Linked DNA regions of Gossypium hirsutum: region 2 is linked to region 1. The links are chromatin contacts, called in public Hi-C maps. All regions are on one chromosome and are shown on one strand. The core of a region is the stretch at or near the end of the contact, and the rest is flanking DNA. Distances in the headings are between cores, read along the strand shown.

Region 1 (4,794 bases), core at 916-3,415:
TCAAGTCGAGTTCTAATCGGATCAGGTTTATCATGTCAGGTGAGCTATTCAACTCTTGGACAGGTTTAGTCCCCAATAAATTATCTCTATTACTTATAACTATTTCTCAATCCTTGAATAGGAGAATAAATATAGTTTAGCATGCTTGAACTACGTTCTCTTACATCGATAACAATGTTCATGCTAACCAAGTTAAAATTCGATTATTTTTAATGTTATAATTATTTTAAATTGCATTAAATATTTTTATGTATTTATTATCACGGTTTAAATAAACCTTGTGAGGAATTTGATAAAAATATTTTATAAATTAAATCATTTGTAAATATGGTTAATTATGTACGTAATTTAAATTTTTATCTACTATATTTCTAAAAAACACTATTTACACTCAGAAATCTTGAATAATTTCGATCATTGATATAAATTTATCGTCGAATAAACACAATATAAATGTGAGTTCAACATGAACACTAGATGACACAACATAAATGCACGAAGGTGTTAAAAATCAAAGTAAAATAATTTTTTTCATTTAAAAAATAATTAGTGATGTGTTAAATTTGTACCAATATTTAGTACATTGAATATGATTATGATATAAAAAGGGTAACATGGTGGTGTTAACATGAAATTGACACCGATTTTAATAATGTCAACTAGTATTATATACAAAATGATTATATGACACAAGTATAATATGAGAATAATATAAATTAGATTTTCTCCTTAAAAATATATTTTTTAAAATTTATATATTAGTGAAAATAGATCGAGTGATGATGAATTAGTATTTTAATATTATTGAATATATGTTTAATTTTTGGATTTATGATTCTTAATTGATTTATTTAAAAATAATATTAAAGTAGGTAAAAGAATTATGGGTGTTTTTATATTAGGAGTCAAATTGTATTTTTTTTTCTCTCTACTAAAAAATAAATAAATTAGTCCTTATACGTTAAATCAAAGAGAAAATTAGTCCTTTCTGTTAAAAAATTTATTTATTTGTACTGTTAAAAACTTGCGTGGTTGACTGAATAACTAGAAAATGACATGTGACGTGTCATGTGTACATTTTATTGATGTACAATGACTAGTTTTTAATAGAAGAATTGGATGGAATTTTTAATAAAACAATCATTTTGCATTTAATCTAATGTCCAAGGATTAATTTGCCCATCTTTTAAGCAGAGGGGACAAAATGCAAATTGAATCCTGATATAGGGGTGTCCATGTTATTTTACTTATAAAAGTATGAAAAGACAAAATGGCTTCATAATAATATTATAGTTTAAAATAAAAATATTCATGTAATTTCATTATTGAGTTGGTAACCTAACTAAGAGTGACACTAACTTCGCCAAATTTTTAAATATTAAATAATGAATTTTTTTTTATATAAAGGAATTATAAATATATAAAATTTCATATAAATATATAATACCATGAATATGATTATTACATAAAATACAAATACATATTTTTTTAGTTTTTTTTATATATATATTTATGAATTGTAACAAGGACAATACAATTATAAATACAAGTATTAAACTATTATAAATGAACTGTACATTCAAATTATTATAACATAAACAAATTAAGAATTAATATAGTTTAAACTAAAATCAACCAATTACGATTAAGTAGACCAAAACTCTCATATATTATAAAAGTTAAAAACTTATATAAATTAGGCATGATAAATCTTTGAAGCAAAATCTCTACTTTTACCAATTAAATGAGGTAATGATTTGTTAATATATATTTTAAAAATAGTCACGAATTCTTATGAGATTCGATGTGATTAAGCAAGTAAAAAGAGAAACATTGAATTCAATTCAAATTAAGCAATTCCATGATCTGGGATAACAGAGATTATTCCATTAAATGGACAAAGACGTCGTTATACATCGTTTAAATCAAAATTAATAGATGTGAATGAAGGTCACGTGCATGGCACCGACCAATCATGGACCGGAAATTCACATCAAGACTGGCTGGCCTTCTGCCACGTGTACCAATCCCTTAAGGTCTTGCACTGTATTATCACATAAAATATTTAATGTTTTACTCCTATTTTCTATTTATGTGTTGCTCTTGCATAAGATGGTCATTAAATAGTCTTGGGTCCCGCCAAGTGGGATACGTGTATTGCTAGGATTCTTTCAAGTCCCTTTCAAACCAGACCAACATCCTAGAGCCCGAGGGAGTGATCAACGGCTGGTATCTCCTCACCGGCTATTTCTAATTATTCGATCCAACGGCGTCAATCGAATTGACGGCTGCCGCCCAACAGTGTTTCCCAAGCCTTGGACTGCAATGGCTGTCGGTAAATTAGGTGTCTGTGGTAACATTTTTATTATAAAGAAAATGAAAAAAAAAAAGAAGTAAAGGAGAAAGTATGTTACTAGTCCCTGCATTTCTATATAATTTGATATTTACTCCCTATATTTTAAAATTTAAAAACTCAATTCTCTTACTTTTTCAATTTAAAAATCTTAATCCAATAATTATCATATGTTAAAATGTTTATTTTCACTCATATGACATGTCAGATGAGGGAAACTTAATCAACATGCTAAATTGGTAAATTTTGACAAAAAATACTTACTATTTTAATGATTGGATTGGGATTTTTAGATCAAAACAGTTAAAGGGCTTAATTTCTAACATTTTAAATATGGAGAACAAATCTCAAATTTTATCAAAAGTATAGGGCCTAACAGACAATTTTAACGAAAAGTAAATTACAATAAAAAATAAAGTAGCCGTTGGAGACGTGGAGTTTATTACTTGTATAAAAAGAGGCACAGACTTTAAAACACATGAAAGTCAGGAAGAAAAGTAAAATAAATTAAAAATCCAAACCATTTCGGATCCCTCTGGGATCGAAATCGATTTTGTATCTATTTTCTGTTTATCAATAGCATTTTCTAACCAATAATATTCTTTTTCTTTTTACTTTTCATTGAGAAAATCTGTAAAGATTTCCTCTGAAATATATATATCTTGAACATGTTTTTGGGTTCAGGCTTTTGATCATATTATTGCGAAGATCATCGCCTCTTTTTGTTTGATATTGAAAAAGCTTGTTCGTTGTTTGCCAAAGCAAAACCCAGTAGTATTATGGATGGGATTTTCTTGCCATCTTCAGCTGAGAAATCTGTTTCTCCAAACAAGCAACTCAAGAACATTCCAAGGAGACATAGTAGTGGAGCTCACACGAGCATCATCCATGGGGGGGAGGAGGAGGAGGAGGAGGCCTCTTTTTGGCTCCCCTACCTTCTCTTTCCTTCTCTTATCCATTCTATCAGGCTCAGCAGCAACCACCTCTCCTTCCACTTCCACTCCCTAATAAACCTCTTCATACTTCGCTCCCTTCTCGAACCCCAACCCTTCTATCTTCTCCATCTAACCTCAAAAGCAACAGAAACAAAGACCAATCTCTGACCCCTCCAAAGAGATCAAAATCAAAGCAACTCAGTGGGAAATCAGTAGGAGAGCCAAAGAAACTTCAAACCAGACCAACGGAGGGAAAAAAAGCACAAGGTGCAATTAGTAAGCCCTTTGTCATGGCATCAGGAGGACCCCAGGTGGCTGCGAGAGATTTGGAGAGGCTTTCAAGTTCTATCTTTACACTCTCTCCACCACCTAGCAGCTTGCCTTTGCCCAGCTTTTCGCTTAGACCAAAGCTTGGCTGCAAGGCTGAAGCTGGTGGAGGAGTCGATGATGGAGCCACTGACAATCTCCGACGACTCCTACGTCTCCCTTGAAGGGTATTTTCCGTAAATAAAGGCCTGAACAATAATTAAGGGTAAGCAGTAACTTCTGTTCTTCCTTTTTCGAGATTTTCTCCTTAATTGTCTCATGTCATGGGAAATTATAAAGATCACCTCATAATTTTTTTGAGCTGAGGTGCTGGAATAAAAGAAAAACTAGAGTGGATAAGAAGTGTGCTTGCTTCTGAGTTCTAAGGCTTTGGGCCAATAGTTTGTTCAACTTTTCCATTTTCTTTTATAGCGTATTAAGTATATTGTAACTTAGATCCTATGCTGATCATAATGCGATCACCGCCTTGTTTTTGAATCGGGGTGAACATATAAAAGATATTAAGAGTAAGGCTTTGCCATTTTCTTGTGTTTGATAATCTTAAGGCTGTTTCTGAACAGACGATTGCCACATTGCGTATTAAGCACATGCACGCATTTTATGTCTCGATAATAACATCTATGCCAACCAATCTTCACTTCACCTCACCGGATTTAAATCATAGGAGGTGAGAGAAAGCAGCGTGAGCACGCAAATGATAAACTTATATATATTAGGTGCTATTCTGCATGGATCATGCTTTCTTATGGACTTGGAACTTCTCACTATCTTCGGGAATAGTGGCCCAATCTCTCTCTTTTAACCAGCTGAGATAGATATTTACCTTTTCCTCTTAATTTCTTTGAGCAGAAGGCTTCCAAAGAAATTGCAAATTGCATATTTAAGAAATGTTCAAAGATTTTCAAAAAAAAAGTTTTGATTTTTCGTTTTTTTTCTTCAATTCAAATAAAAGAAAGAAATTTTATATGATTATTAAAATAAATAAAAAATGAAAGAAAAGCAGAAAATAATCATAAATAAAGGAAAATAAAAATTGAAAAGAAGGTTAAAGACTAATGGACACAATATAATATAAAGCCCAAGGTTTAAAATGATTGTTTATTTAGTAGTAAATATTTTATTTCTCCATGTACAACAAGTACTAAAGTCACGGCTTCTAGTAATCATATGACTTCATAT
Region 2 (4,794 bases), core at 1,105-3,604, 760 kb after region 1:
CAAAATTTTTTATATCATTCCATGATATGCATGAACTTATTTAATTCCAATTTTTGAATGCCCCTTAAATTTTGCATTTTATTCAATTTAGTCCCTGAAATCGAAATAGCCATGTCTTTGAATTTTGAGCCTCGATTTTAAAACTGATTATAATTACATTCATTTTAGTCCCTCTACTATCAATTTTTACTGAAATTTCACATCAATTTGACAATTTATTCACTTTAATCCTTATGTATAAAGCTAACAATTTAAACATTACAATCTAGACCTTTTTCATATCTAAGTTTAAAATCTATCAATTTAACACCAATTTGTTTAAGAAATCAACAATGGAAACTTTCAAAAACTTTAACAATTTTTCAAATTGGTTCATGGTCTAGCTAAATCAAGCTCTCATGACCTCAAAAACATAAAAATATAAGAAAATGACTTAATTTACTTACTAATGGAGGTCTGAATGTTTCTTGAATTTTCTTAGGTTTTATTCCTTTAACCTATGAAAAAGAAAAGAAGATGGAGAAGAAAATAAGATGAAATATTTTATTATTTTAAGAAATATTTTATTATTTTAACTTATATTGTTTAATTAGTGATTAATTAACTAATTTAATTATCATTAACATGGTTCAATTTATAATAAACTAATCTTAATTAATATAAGTGGGATATGTCATCAAATGCAACTAACTCATGTTGCAAAATGGTTTAATTACCATTTTAGACCTGTGGCTAATTGTAATTTAAGTCCATAAGTCTTTGGCCAATAAAAAATCTATAGCGATAAGACTTTTATAATTTTGTCTTTATACCTAAATTAAACAATCTATAGACAAAATTGAGGGACCAAACTTTAATATGTTTTTATACCAACTCCGTAAATATTCTTATTTAATATTTAAAAACTCGATTTACAGAAATAGGGTTCCCAAACTACCTTTTTCTGGCACTATTTAAAATCTACCTGTTACATGATTACTATTTCAATTAAACTAAGCAAATTATGAATATTTGATAAACTAAAACAATGAAAATTTCCAAATTTCTCAATCAATTTTAAAGACTCAGAACTTTAACTTCACCGAATCTAGTTAATCAAATATCTCACATTCAATTATTCAATCTATGTAATTACTAATCCAATATTCAATGACATTAACTAGACTCTACCAGTACCTAGCTAAATTAATCCCCCTTCCTCACTAGCTAAATTCGTATACTAGACAAGTCGGGTGAAATCACTAAGAAAAACCCTATTGGGTTGACTAAGGCATCAATTGTATTCCCATCCTAGCGACCAATTAACTCGTTCGTCAACACTACTAAAGTTAATCCTAATCTATTAAGTCTAGATCTCAACCTTAATTTTCTCTTCCAAGAAAAATAAAGATTATCAAATTAATACAACTTGGTGGTTGGGCAAGCAAATTAAATAAGCCTTGGAATGAATAAATAATTAACAAGGATCAAAATAATCAAAAAGAAAATAATTTAATTAACTAAGAAATATGGTTCATTATTATTCTAAGAACATAAAGTTTAGTTCATATTGAGTTGAAAAAACTACACAAGAAAATATTTAAAACAAACTTGCATAAATAAAAAGTAAAAAGAAACAATCTAGAGAGAAAGTAGTTATAAAATTTATGCCAAGCGCTCTAGATCTCTTTTTCTTCTTGTCTTTGCAAGTTGGAAGTTCCTCTTAATGCGAGAGAGTTGTTCTTTATCCCCTCAAGTTTCTCCCTCTTTTCCTCTTTGTTTTTTCCTCTTAAATCTAGTCACCCTTATTTTTTGGTTCTTCAATCACATCGCTTCATTGCATGAAGAAGTTGTAGTGGAATGGACTATTTGCTACCAAAATTTCTAATTTCAAGAGCGTGCTCCACTACATTGAATTAAATTTGGTGGAGTAAAAGATTTTTGTTCACCACTTTTGGCTCTTTGCTCCAAGTTTTTTATTCTTCATCTATGACCAAAAATAAAGAAAGAAAAATAGTAAATGAATCCGAAGTAATTATAAAAATGATAAAAACAAGCAAAAATAAAATAAAAAATAAATAATCTAAAAAACTATAAAATGTAATAAAAACTAACCTAAATGTTAAAATTAACTCTAAAAATAATATGAAAATTATACTAAAATAACTCTAAATATGAGAGTTATCACATCGCATGCAATGCACATGATATAAGTAGTAGTATTCTTAAAGAGTTGTAATATATAATTCAAAAAAATGAAGAAAAAATAAAAGGGTATGGAAGCCCAGCAGGCTTGGAAAGTTATGGGCTCCAATCCAAATATGGGATTCTAGAGGGCAATAATATTTAAATTATTTAACACTTGCTTTCAGAAGACGGAATAATAACCCATCAAATTCGGCATTGTATTAGAAGTTAGCATCAAATTCAGGATTCAGGGCAGATCAGCCATGCAACAAGGAGATTTGAGCTCCTCCTATTATCAACCTTCAAGCCCTAACACCTCCAACCCATCCCAATTTCATCACTCACCTTACGCATCAGCACCGCCTTTTTCCCCTTCCGATTACCAAAATCCTGATCCCTCTTATGCTCCTCCGCCGCCACCTACTCTGTATTCGCAACCGTCTTTCAATCAGCATCCGATCTCGCCAACGTCGGCTCCCGCTGCCCCTTCTTTCCCGCCTTATGATTCACCTGTCTCCCGGCCACCTTATTACCAGCCTTATGATCAGTATCCTAGCTATGTACCTCCTCCGCCAGACTCCAACCCCAACCCTATTCCGCCAGACTATTCAACCCCATATAATCAAATAGGATCATCACAATCCTCTGTCCCTCCTGCTTATGACAACCCCTACGATAATTCCATGAAATTGGATCAAAGCAGTGGCAGTTATTTCGACGACAAATTCGGAGCACGTTATAACCAGAGCAGATACGATATGGGACCCGATCTCTATGGTAAGCGATATGATAGCTATCCACCCTTCGGTGATGATGGTGGATATGGTGATGGGGTTTATGCTTATGAAGGAGGAAAGGTGGAGCCTTATGGAGCACGTGGCACAGCACCAAAATCATCGACTTGGGTCCAATTCGACGATTATGGGCGGACCATTAATTTCCCTTCTGGGAAGGACTCGTCAGGTTCATCTTCTGGTAAGATTGTGAGGGCGGTGCCTAAGGCGGAGACCCTGGAAGCCGTAAAGAGTGGGGTCCAGAAGTTTCGGGTTAAGTTGTTGAGTGAAGGTGGAGGAGAAGGCCCCATGGATGTACTTTGCCAGGTAATTCTTAATTAGAATTGGTTGAAATTGATTTACTTTTGTCTGGAAAGATGAAGTTCCTGGCATCAATTTCAGTATGATGAATTATGTGTGAATTTAAACTGAATGGCTAAAATGATTTGGAGTTTCGTTAGTTCTGTATGGTTAATAAAACATTTTAGTTCATATTGGAAGTGTCTAGTTCTGTATGGTTTATTTATATTGTTGTTCCTATTGACATTAATTGCAGAAAAATGTGTTCTTATATTCATCCAGTACTTTAGACTCATAATATAGCTTAATCTTTTTGGTGTCAGATTGGTTTAGATGGTATTCGTATGCTTGACCCTAACACCAGCCGAACTTTGAGAATATATCCCATTGAGAACATCACAAGATGTGAAGTAAGTTACATAGTATATAAATTTTTAATTTTTTTTTCCTTCCTCAATATGTTTTACTTTGTAATTTTCTCTTTTAATGACGTGGCCATTGGGTATATTTTCTTCTTATGTAGGTGACCGACACATCTACTTTTGCATTCTGGTCGAAGAGCTCTGTTGACATTGAACCAAGATGGATCGGGTTGCAATCAAACAGTTACACTACAAACACCCTTCTGGATATTGTAACAGCTGCAACTGTACAGGTTGGTGTCAGAGAGTTATAATTTTCTTAATTTCTTATGAGAGTAAATTGTTTAGTTCTATCACTTCTTTATTATCATTATTCCCCCCCCCCCGGGGTCATGGTTGGTAAATTCTCTAGAGGTACAGGTTGGTGTCAGAGAGTTATAATTTTGTTAATTTCTTATGAGAATTAATTGTTTAGTTTCCTATCACTTCTTTATTATCATTATTCCCCCCCCCCCGGGGTCATGGTTGGTAAATTCTCTAGAGTCATACTTTGGATGAATTCTGCATTCCTGCAAATGGACACAAAAGCTGGCTTAAAATGCACACTCGGTAAATAATTCATATAAAGACATACACACACATATGTACAAAGTCTACTCATTTCTTTTCAGGAGTCTGGAGAAGGAAAATAGTGAATTATCATTTTGCATGGTTTATTGTAGCTTAAGAAATATATAATCTGCAAGAATAATTACCATTCTCTTAAAACGACCATTAGGAATTTGACAAAAGTGCCTATCAGAAGAGAGAGCAATGGCAATATATTCTAGTTCATTTACAGCGGTCAAAATTTTTAAAATAATTAGCCTTTTAGTCATGTGAAGGATATGGAAAATTGTCATGCTTCTTCTATCAGATTTCTGTATCCTTTAGGCTGTAGTCATCTGTGTGTTTCTAGTGTTTGAGGCTCAAAATGTTTTTCTTTGGAGATTTTGTTGCTTTCTTTCCACTAATCCTCTATCATGTATGGCTTGATTCTTTTTTCATTGGTTGTCCTCTGATTGGTACTTCAGAAATGCGTTCACACTTGCATGTGTAAGTCTTATGACTCTATTCTTTCACCTTTTAATTTCAGGTCAAGGAGATGGGTGGGAGAAGTCGGCCTTATTACTCTCTAAAGACTACTGAACAAC

The links. A called contact is a pair of places that touch in the nucleus more often than the background predicts.
Region 2: a Hi-C map of leaf shows a contact between it and region 1, with 3 times the contacts expected there. The contact joins the promoter of LOC107951339 here to the enhancer-like site in region 1. A contact is called at or near these places in 7 of 34 Hi-C or Micro-C datasets (callus, leaf and petal).

What each region holds. Positions count from the first base shown.
Region 1 is chrA02:30,417,641-30,422,434 of Gossypium_hirsutum_v2.1, forward strand. No RefSeq gene overlaps it. Among protein-coding and RNA genes, the nearest start is that of LOC121216860, 27 kb to the right of the region's middle. Within about 2 kb of position 2,166, at least 4 of the 9 cell types and tissues checked have an H3K27ac peak or open chromatin away from gene starts, as enhancers often do. A contact at or near this core is called in leaf, where this site is marked.
Region 2 is chrA02:31,172,657-31,177,450 of Gossypium_hirsutum_v2.1, forward strand. It overlaps LOC107951339 (protein FREE1), which reads left to right and starts at 2,355. Exons shown (of 10, transcript XM_016886348.2): 1 at 2,355-3,266; 2 at 3,563-3,649; 3 at 3,763-3,894; 4 at 4,737-4,794. The coding sequence starts at 2,430.